Regions from separate parts of the Mus musculus genome. Here region 2 is linked to region 1. A link is a contact called in public HiChIP or PLAC-seq data. All regions are on one chromosome and are shown on one strand. The core of a region is the stretch at or near the end of the contact, and the rest is flanking DNA. Distances in the headings are between cores, read along the strand shown.

Region 1 (4,447 bases), core at 806-3,305:
TGCAGAGTGCCATCCTCTGGAGGCCCAGTTTTGCCTACCCAGCCAGGCCATCGATTGCTCTCTGATTCTTAAGAGCCAGCCTGCCTCTTCCACTCCACTCAACACCCTGTCTATTTCCTGTTAGATGTGAGATTGGCTGCAAATTAAACTTAATGGAACTTGAGTAATTATGTTGACTTTTTAAAGTGCCTACAGATAAATACAACTATTTATCTGCGTATCAGCTTCCCTGGTGTATTTCCCAAGGGCAGATCAGCAAAGGGTCAGGATGATGCTGGAGTGAGAGACTCCATGTAGACACCTCAAGGGAGGGGCCAAGCCAGCTTCCCACAGGGATGGCTTGCCACACATAGAGTCTAAAGAATGCAGATGTCTGTGCCCCTTGACCCTAAGGCCAACTTCCTTCAGAAAATGACCAGAGGTAGAGACGACAGAGGTTTGAGCACAGGGTCATACCATGTATCCACCTGACCATGGGGACTGGTAAAGTGGCTTTGGTATGAGAATATGGTGGGCCACTAAACAGGAAAATTCCATCCAGACAGTCACATTGTTAAAGTGCTTATTAAAAAGATCGGGGAGAAATAAAATATGGATACAAATTGCTAATTTTACCCCTACAGATTTCTATTCCTGGATTATATAATCCATACAGGTGGATTGGAAAAAACAACATCAGGGTCTAAATCTGGGTTGGGCTATGAAAAAAATTTTCGATTTATTTATTTATTTATTTATACTTTATATACTTCTTTCGTGTATGTGCACATGTAAACATGCTGGTGTGTGGAGATCAGAGGTCAATGTCAAATATCTTGTGAGATAAGTTCTCTCACTGAACCTGGAGCTCATTAGTGAGACCAGACTGGATGGCCAGCAAGTTCCAGGGATCTCCCAGTCTCCCCAGAGCTGAGATTCCAGACACTAGCTACCATGTGTGGGTTTTTACATGGGTACTGGGTATTTGAACTCAGGTCTTCATGTTTGTATGGCAAGCACTTTGCCACCCCTGCCTCCTGCCTGGTTCTGACGTCCATTTCTTCCCTTGTAGAACATCTATTACTAGAATATTGTTTCAAATCAGAGATAAGCCTGGAGTGGGTGGGGCTCACATCCTCCCTACAGCCTGTCTTTGGTAGACTGAGCTGGTTGCTATCCACCTTAGAATTTGCCTTAAAATGGTACCTGGTGCCTTGAGACTGCTCTGGCAGACTCTGTGCCCAGACGCCATTAGAAGCCTTCCCTTCCTTTCAGCCTAGAGCTGCTGCCTCTGATGATGGGTTTCTTTAGTGTGTGGACTTCTTGAAGTGTGAGATACTAGAGGTCTGAACCCTGGTCATGTACCCTGGAGCTGCCTGTGGATTGGGGATTATGGTGCCCCGAGGGGAAGAATGGCTGTTGTTGCTTCTCCCAGGGCCACTGTCATGCCAGCGAGTTGAAAGAAGATCAGGATGCTGATCAACTATAAGCCTGGTCCCAGGAAGGTCAGAGGAAATGGAGCAGAGTCCCCTGGGCTCCTTAGCCCCATCCTTCATATAACAGACACCTGGTCCCAGCTACAGGGCTCCCGTTGCCTCCAAAGACAGAACGGTTGGCTTTCAGATAGGCCTGGACTCCATAGTGAAGGCCCAGGGGTTGTATCTGGGTTGCTTATATGTGCAAGGGGCATCTTATATGGGAGGAGCACAGAGCCAGTGTCTAGTGCTGTTGCAAGGCTGGATGCAGCATCTCCCACATACCTATCTGGAAGTCGGATTCACTCACTCAACAGTATTGACTGGGGTGGATACTAGGTTCGTGTTTTTGCAAATGAGTGACCACGAACATCCTTGTCTGAGGCTCCCGGTACTCATGTACAGGAGGCTCTCTGGGGGTATACTCTTGAAGCAGAGCTGCTGCAAGACAGGGGAGGGGGCCTGCTTGGTAGGCTTTACAAGACAATGGTGAATTAGTCTGCAAGAGTGAGCTTCTGTTTCCAGGACACAATGGGGGGAGGCCCTTCCTCCCCACCTCGCCAGCCTCCACCCTGCCCAGTCAGCAGGTGGATTCTTTTCCTGCTGTTCCATTTGCACTTCCCTGATTGCTAATGAGGCTGCGCATATTCGCAGGCGCTGATGAGCCATTCAGGCTTCTTCTTGAAACCCCAATTCAAAGATTCAAGTCCTTCGATTAGGGTCGTTCTAGAATCTTCACATATTCAGAGTGGGCCCATTTACTGCTAACATGCCAAAATATCTGCTTCCACACCCTGGTTTATCTTGCCCGTTTCTCCACGGTGACATCGGGTGAACTGAATCTCTTTGTGGGGAGGGACTCAAATCTACCCATCCCTTCTCTCACACATGGCCTTTTTTTTTCGTTCTGTTTTGTTTTGATGAATACCTCCTGTCTCATTGAACTCATCAGAAGAGTTTGTATTTGTCTTCCAAAAGCATAGAAATGGTAGTCTCTGGGGGAGGAGAAAGGCTTGGCGGGAAGATCTGGGCTCACGGAAATGTCTTTTTTAAAAAAATTTACCTTTACTTATGTTAGTGTGTGAGGATGCTCAAGAGTGCACTATACCATGTACTTGGAGGATGTCAGAGGACATTGTACAAGTCTGTTCTTTCCTTTCACCATTTAGGACCTGGGAATCCAACTCAGGTCATCAGGTTTGGCAGCCAGTGCACTTTCCACTGAGCTGTCTTGCCTCCCGTTGTGGAAATGGTCCTAACTATCAACCTGCAGTTCCCTGGGGTCTGCTCTGTGCTGCCGACTCTGCAGGCTCTGCAGCGTAGGTGGTTTGACAGGTAACTGGTTAGAGACACCCCAAAACAGTGTCTGCTGTAGACATGAAGACTGTGTGAGAAAGACGTTTAATGAAGCGATCAGGGTGGACATCTTGAATGCCAGTGCTGCACTCTCTTCCTGAGGTTGCTTTCTGTTTTAGAGCCTGCCAAAGGAATGGTCCACACCCATGGCTTTATCCGGCTTTATCTAGTCTTCACAGTGGTTCCGAGTTTGCCTTCATTTCACAGAGAGGAAGCAGACACTCAGAGATGTCAAGCGAGTCACGCCATCACCACACAGCTAAGAAGAGGACCTGAGTGGTCCATGCCATGCCTCTCTGACTCCAAGCCCCTCCTCCTTCTCACAGCCAGGCTTGGAAAGAGCTGAGGTGGCCCTGGGCTCATCCTACCTACAGCAAGGCAGCAGCTTTTCCCAGTCCTGCCACACAACAGGTGTGGCCATCACATGCATGCACACGTGAACATACATGCATTCATGCATGCACGCATACAGACAGACACACACACACACAGAGAAACACACATACATACACGTGTCTTAGAGCAGAACTGAATGAAGCCTTCTTTAGGGACAGTGAAGGAGAAGCCTCTGTGTGGCCCTGACCCAGATTGCCCTGAGAAAGAGACAGAGAGAGACACAGACACAGACACAGACACAGACACAGACACAGACACAGACACAGACACAGACACAGACACAGACACAGACACAGACACAGACACAGACACAGACACAGAGAGACACAGAAAGAGAGAGACAGAGATAGACACAGAGACAGACACATAAAAAGAGAGACAGAGAGATTTGGAAGGAGCTGGCTGAGGGGAAAGATTGGGACTAGAGCTGGGTGGGGGTGGGGAGATGTCTGACTCTGCTGGCCTTCACTGATGTCACTGTGAGATGAAGCTGATGGAATCTAATACAAACATGCTTCCGAAACATGGCACCCAGGCTGCATGATGATTTGTAAGACTTACCGAGGAGGCCATTTCTAAGATACCAGCTATAGGCTAGGCATGAGGAAGGAGCCTGGGGCTGGAGGTGGGAAGAGCCTGGGGCTGGACTCCAAAACCAGCTTTAATGATCAAACTGGTGGTGATGGTGGTAGAGGAGGAGGAGGTGAAGAAGGAGGTGGAGGAGGAGGAGAGGGAGGAGAAGGAGGAGGAGGAGGAGGAAGACAAGGGGGAGGGGGAATACAGAATAGAAAAGGGGCTCAGATGACATGGTATGGTGGAGTGGGCACTAGATCTCAGGCAGTTTCTCATACAGCGGACTGCGCGCTAATATTTGATGTGGTCCGTTGAATCTGTGAGCATTGGCACCTGGATGCCTCTCCCAGTGGATACCCAAGTCCTAAGATGCTGGCACCTGAAGACAGTAAGTTCACACAGTTACACTGTCAGTGTGACTTTCCATGAGACTCAAGCACCAGGAAGACCCAATGTCAGAGATGCTCCACTAGGAAGGTGTGGCCTCCCATAAGTGAGTTTCCAGTTTGAACTTGTCTCTGGTCCCAAGTAGTCACAACGCTGCCCAGCGTCCACACTGGGACCCAACACAGAGTCACTCAAGACAAATTTCCTGCAAAGCCACTACTGTAGAAATGGGCGACAGAGTAATGAGCCACACAGCCCTGCACATTTCTGCCACCACAGTC
Region 2 (4,447 bases), core at 1,063-3,562, 690 kb after region 1:
AAAGAACTCTCAAAACCCTATAGAAGAAAAAAAAAGCAATTCTATTAAGAAATGAGCAATGATACGAACAGGCGATCCACTGAGCAGCACAGGCGGCGGCAGCCATGTGTGGAAAGATGTTCAACAACACTAGACTTACAGAAATGCAAATCAGGACCATGGAAGGGAGGGAGGACTCTGCTATTTAAAGCAATTGCTGCTCTTGTAGAGATCCTGGGGTTCAGTCCCCAGGAACCACATCAGGTGATTCACATCTGAGAGTGTAACTCCAACTCCAGGGGGCACCCAGGACTCTCTTCTGGCCTCCTCAAGTACCTGAGCTCATAAGTGCACATACTACAAGCACAAAAGTGCTTGTACACAGTCACATATGCTCGCACACACACACACACAAACCAGCAAAACACTATAAACTGTCATGCATGGTTCTGTTGTATAAAACATCTCCAAAAACTAAATCAAGAGAGATAGAAAGTAGACTGGTGTTTGACTGGGGCTTCAGGATTAAGATGAACTGGGCGAATCATTAAATGGCATAAGGTTTCCACTTAAGAGTGATGACATATTCCAAAACCAATCATTAATAGTTGTGCAACACCAGAGATACTTAACACCTCTAAACTGTAAATTTTAATGAGTGACATGTACGAATGCAGATCATACTGTAATAAATCTGTTACAAAAAAAAGTGATTCCAAAAAGATTATATACTGCATGATGTCACTTATGGAACATTCTAGAAAAGAGAAAACTCTAGAAATGAAGGACTGATCTGTGGTTACCAAGGGGGTGGGAGGAGGAAGAGAGATGTGGGTATGGTCTAAAACAGCAACAGGAATTATCTATAGCAACACTGAGTGCTTGGGCTTCCCACTGTATACACAAACCTACACCGGTGATAAATTACACAAAACTAATTACACATACTGGGGCACACAAACACCAGAAACTGCGGGAATCTGTTACAATAGCTATGGAGTCTGTGGGCTTCATTTTGTTGTTACACATTTTTGTTACATTGTATACATTATTTTTCAGCTGCACATCTGGCTTGGGGAAGGGGGCACACATCTGGAAGTCAGAGGACATCTTCTGAGAATGGGTTCTCGCCTTCCACCCTGTGAGTCTCCATACTGACTGGGTTGGCAGCAAGCACCTTTTACCAACTGAGCCATCTTGCCAGCCTCAGATGTCAATCTTCATTGTAAAATTAAACCATAGTTATCTAAAATGGAACTGCTGTGGAAAACATTATAGAGTAAGGAGGACCCGCACATGAATCTACATCGAGAATCTACATTTCTCACTAAGAAAATTCTAGAAACAGCAGCACACTGACATCACAGAGAACCCTGTCCGTTTCTCTTATTAGTCTTCTGGGTGCAGGTGCATCGGGGTCCTTAGCAACAGCTACTTTATCCTCCGAAACAAGGGAGAACTGACTTCTGACTCAATGCCAGATCCAAGGAATCCAGCCAAAATCCATCACACACAATTTTTAATTGATAGGGTTTAAGGATTGTTACCCAGCCAGTTAAGAGTTCTGGTCCCATCTCTGCCGCTTACTGGCTTTGTGTTCTTTGCCCAGTCGCCTAACATCTCTGTCTCAGTCACCTCATCTGTGAAGTAGGTATGACAACAACCTATCACAGGGCTCTGGTAAGTTTCGTGGTTTGTTTTCTTGGTCTGTCTTTTTGTTTTGTTTTGGTTGGCGGGGGTGGTATTGTCTTTTTGTCTCTTTTGTTTATCTGGTTTTATTTTTTTGAGACAAGCTATGGAGAAATAGCCCAAGCTATTTTATCTATGTGTCAATAAATGTGTGTGTGTGTGTGTCGGGAGGCCTTGCTGCCTCTGTGGAAGAAGGCCGTCCTGCCACTCACCTGCGCACTTGGTCCGGCTGATCAGTGGTGGCCCAGGGCGGCCTGTGCCTCCATCTCCCGGGCGTGTGAGCAGCACGCTGATTTCATACTCAGTGTCTGGGTCCAGATGCCACAGCTTGTAGGTCTGCAGGTTGACAGCGTGCACCTCGGCCCACGGGCCCCGTGCCATGCGGTACTCGATCTCCTTGCGCACGATCGGCCCGTCGCCAATGATGGAGTTGGTGTTGAGCTGGATAATGAGGTAGGTGGGGCCTGCACGCAGCAGCTGTGGGGGCGCGATGGGGGTGGGAGGCTCTGCGACGATATGCAGAAGAGGAGGAGCCTACTAATGCCACCATGTGGCCCTAGAACTCCATAACTCAGCCACGCCCACTCCGAACTCCCAAGTTTAGGCCTGGGGGATCCCAGCACACTCGCTGGGTTAGCACCTGGAAGGCGCATAGGAATTTAGGCCCGGGCTCCCTGTATCCTTCTCTCACGCGGCCAGCCCATCCCTCTGCCTGGCAACACTGTTCAGGTCACAGCTAGAAAATACCTCTAAAACCTAATCCTCCCCTATCACGAGACTCTCTCTTTCCTCCCAGGTCCCTCGAGCTGCTATCAAGCGTTCGGCTAAATCTGCTGTGCGACCTCCCAACAAGTCCTCCAAGGAGCTAGCTCCATGCACACCTCTACACGGACTCCGCCCTATCCTCTCCCCACCAGACGGGCCTTCCTCAAGGCCAATCGGCTGACCTTTGACGATGAGCTCTGCAAAGTTGGAGACGCCAGCACCACGCGGGGCCTGGGACACGCAACGGTACAGATCCTGCTCTGAGCGGCCTACCGAGGCCAGCGGAAAAGTGGCCAGGAAGCGACGGTGGCTGATGTGCCGCACCCCGGCCGCAGGCACCAGCACTCCACTCTGACGCTGAAGAGAAAAAAGAGAGTTAGGAAGCAGTGTACTTGAGTCCCTACTATCCCCTGAGCATTTGAGGATCCTGGAACTGGCCTCCATCCCAGAGTTAAGGGGATGCTAGCTGGCAGAGCACAGCCTAGGGGAGGCAAGACACTGTGTATATAGGTGTATATAGATGCTGGCATATGAAGGGAGGACCCAAAACCCCAAAAGGGTACCAAGCCAAGGAGGCAAAAGGTCCTTGGAGCCAAGTCTCTGTGGGACGCTCACCTGCAGGAAGAAGTGTTCTGCCTCTGCGGCTCTGCCTGCTGCCATGCATTGGAAGGATGCGTTCTGGCCTGCATTGACCTCCACGTCCCCAAGGCGGGAGAAGTGAGGGGCCTTTGCTGTGGGAAAACAGGCAGAGCCCCAGCATGAGCTGGGCCTGCATGCCCTGCAGGCAGGAGCCAAGGCTACCCTCATCCTTATGTCTGAGTGGACTGGGACTCACCGCAGGGATAGCTGAAGAGCAAGATGTCGTCTAAGCCTATGTAGCCCTTGTGGTCTGGGGAGATGAGGGCCTCAAACAGCACCTGAGGGAATAGGAGGCCAGTTGCCAAAGCGACATCCCTCCTGACCAGCTTGGCCCCAACCCGACCTCTCTCCACCATCCAATGCCAACCCAGCTCACACAGAGCCTTACTACCATGCCAGCTGGTTCAGGGCTGTGGGCAGAGAAAATAAAATCACAGTCAAGGCTAGAAGTTTCATCCCTACTCTTGACAACTCCCTCAAAGCAGCAGATTCATCTAGTCGGACAGAATCTCCATTTGAGTCCTGTTCCAATTCACCCTCAATAGTGGCCATCCTATTAACAATGACCTCTGACTCTGTACCCACACTGATGCAGTCGAACTCCAAACTCAACGCCAGATTGACTCCTGATGCTGAACAGCCTAGTCTGACGTCAGGGGTGGCCTGCCCCTGCCCTTACCTCCAAGCCCCAGCAAGCTGACCACTGACTAAACCCAGCCCACCTGATACTCATTGGGCCAGAAGGTGCTGACAGCCAGCTCAGCCTGGTGCCACTGACGGCCGTGGGATCCGGTCATATTCCACACGGCACTGCCCAGAGGGCCCCCATTCACGCGCACGTAGACCCCCAGGGTGCCTGGGCTGTGCCCATCCCTGCTGTACAGGAAGTAGCTGAACTGCACACAATGGGTGTCGTTCTCGCTCAGGGTCTGGAAGATGATGTGGGCCCTCTGACCTGGGGCATGCTGAGAAGCATTGACCATCAAGTAGGCACCTGCAGAGAGAAAAAGAAAAGATGGGAGGCCAAGGGAAGCCAGGGTCACACTCTGGAAAGGACAGAGATGAAGCAGCCACCGGGAATGAAGGGTTTGGGCTCTCGAGTTCTGTTTCCCAAAGGAGAAGGCTAGGACAAGAAAAACACAAACTCAACCTTGTCAGAACCCACGAGGCCCCTCACCACCCACAAGTCACCACTCTCCCTAGCCCTGTATCGGGTCACATATCACAGGGCCGGTCCCCTGAGGTCACCGATTCCAAAGCTTCACTCGCTCCTCCACCCCAACCCCCACCAACACACCGCGCGCGCGCTCGCCTCTGGCTCTGATCATTCATAAAGCCCATGGCAGCCTTGCTACCAGCCTGTCATGCCTCAGGC

The links. HiChIP or PLAC-seq counts read pairs in DNA pulled down with a chosen protein or histone mark.
Region 2: an H3K27ac HiChIP or PLAC-seq map of embryonic stem cells shows a contact between it and region 1, with 5 times the contacts expected there. The contact joins two enhancer-like sites. A contact is called at or near these places in 3 of 484 Hi-C or Micro-C datasets (CD8 T cells, liver and nephron progenitors) and 3 of 115 datasets of contacts at active chromatin or transcription factors (embryonic basal ganglia and embryonic stem cells).

The regions. Positions count from the first base shown.
Region 1 is chr4:131,124,101-131,128,547 of GRCm38.p6, forward strand. No RefSeq gene overlaps it. Among named protein-coding and RNA genes, the nearest start is that of Gm42318, 30 kb to the right of the region's middle. Within about 2 kb of position 2,056, at least 5 of the 459 cell types and tissues checked have an H3K27ac peak or open chromatin away from gene starts, as enhancers often do. A contact at or near this core is called in embryonic stem cells, where this site is marked.
Region 2 is chr4:131,816,914-131,821,360 of GRCm38.p6, forward strand. It overlaps Ptpru (protein tyrosine phosphatase, receptor type, U), which reads right to left. Exons shown (of 31, transcript NM_001083119.2): 3 at 3,795-4,066; 4 at 3,269-3,350; 5 at 3,049-3,164; 6 at 2,616-2,790; 7 at 1,881-2,174. Among named protein-coding and RNA genes, the nearest start is that of Ptpru, 19 kb to the right of the region's middle. Within about 2 kb of position 2,313, at least 6 of the 459 cell types and tissues checked have an H3K27ac peak or open chromatin away from gene starts, as enhancers often do. A contact at or near this core is called in embryonic stem cells, where this site is marked.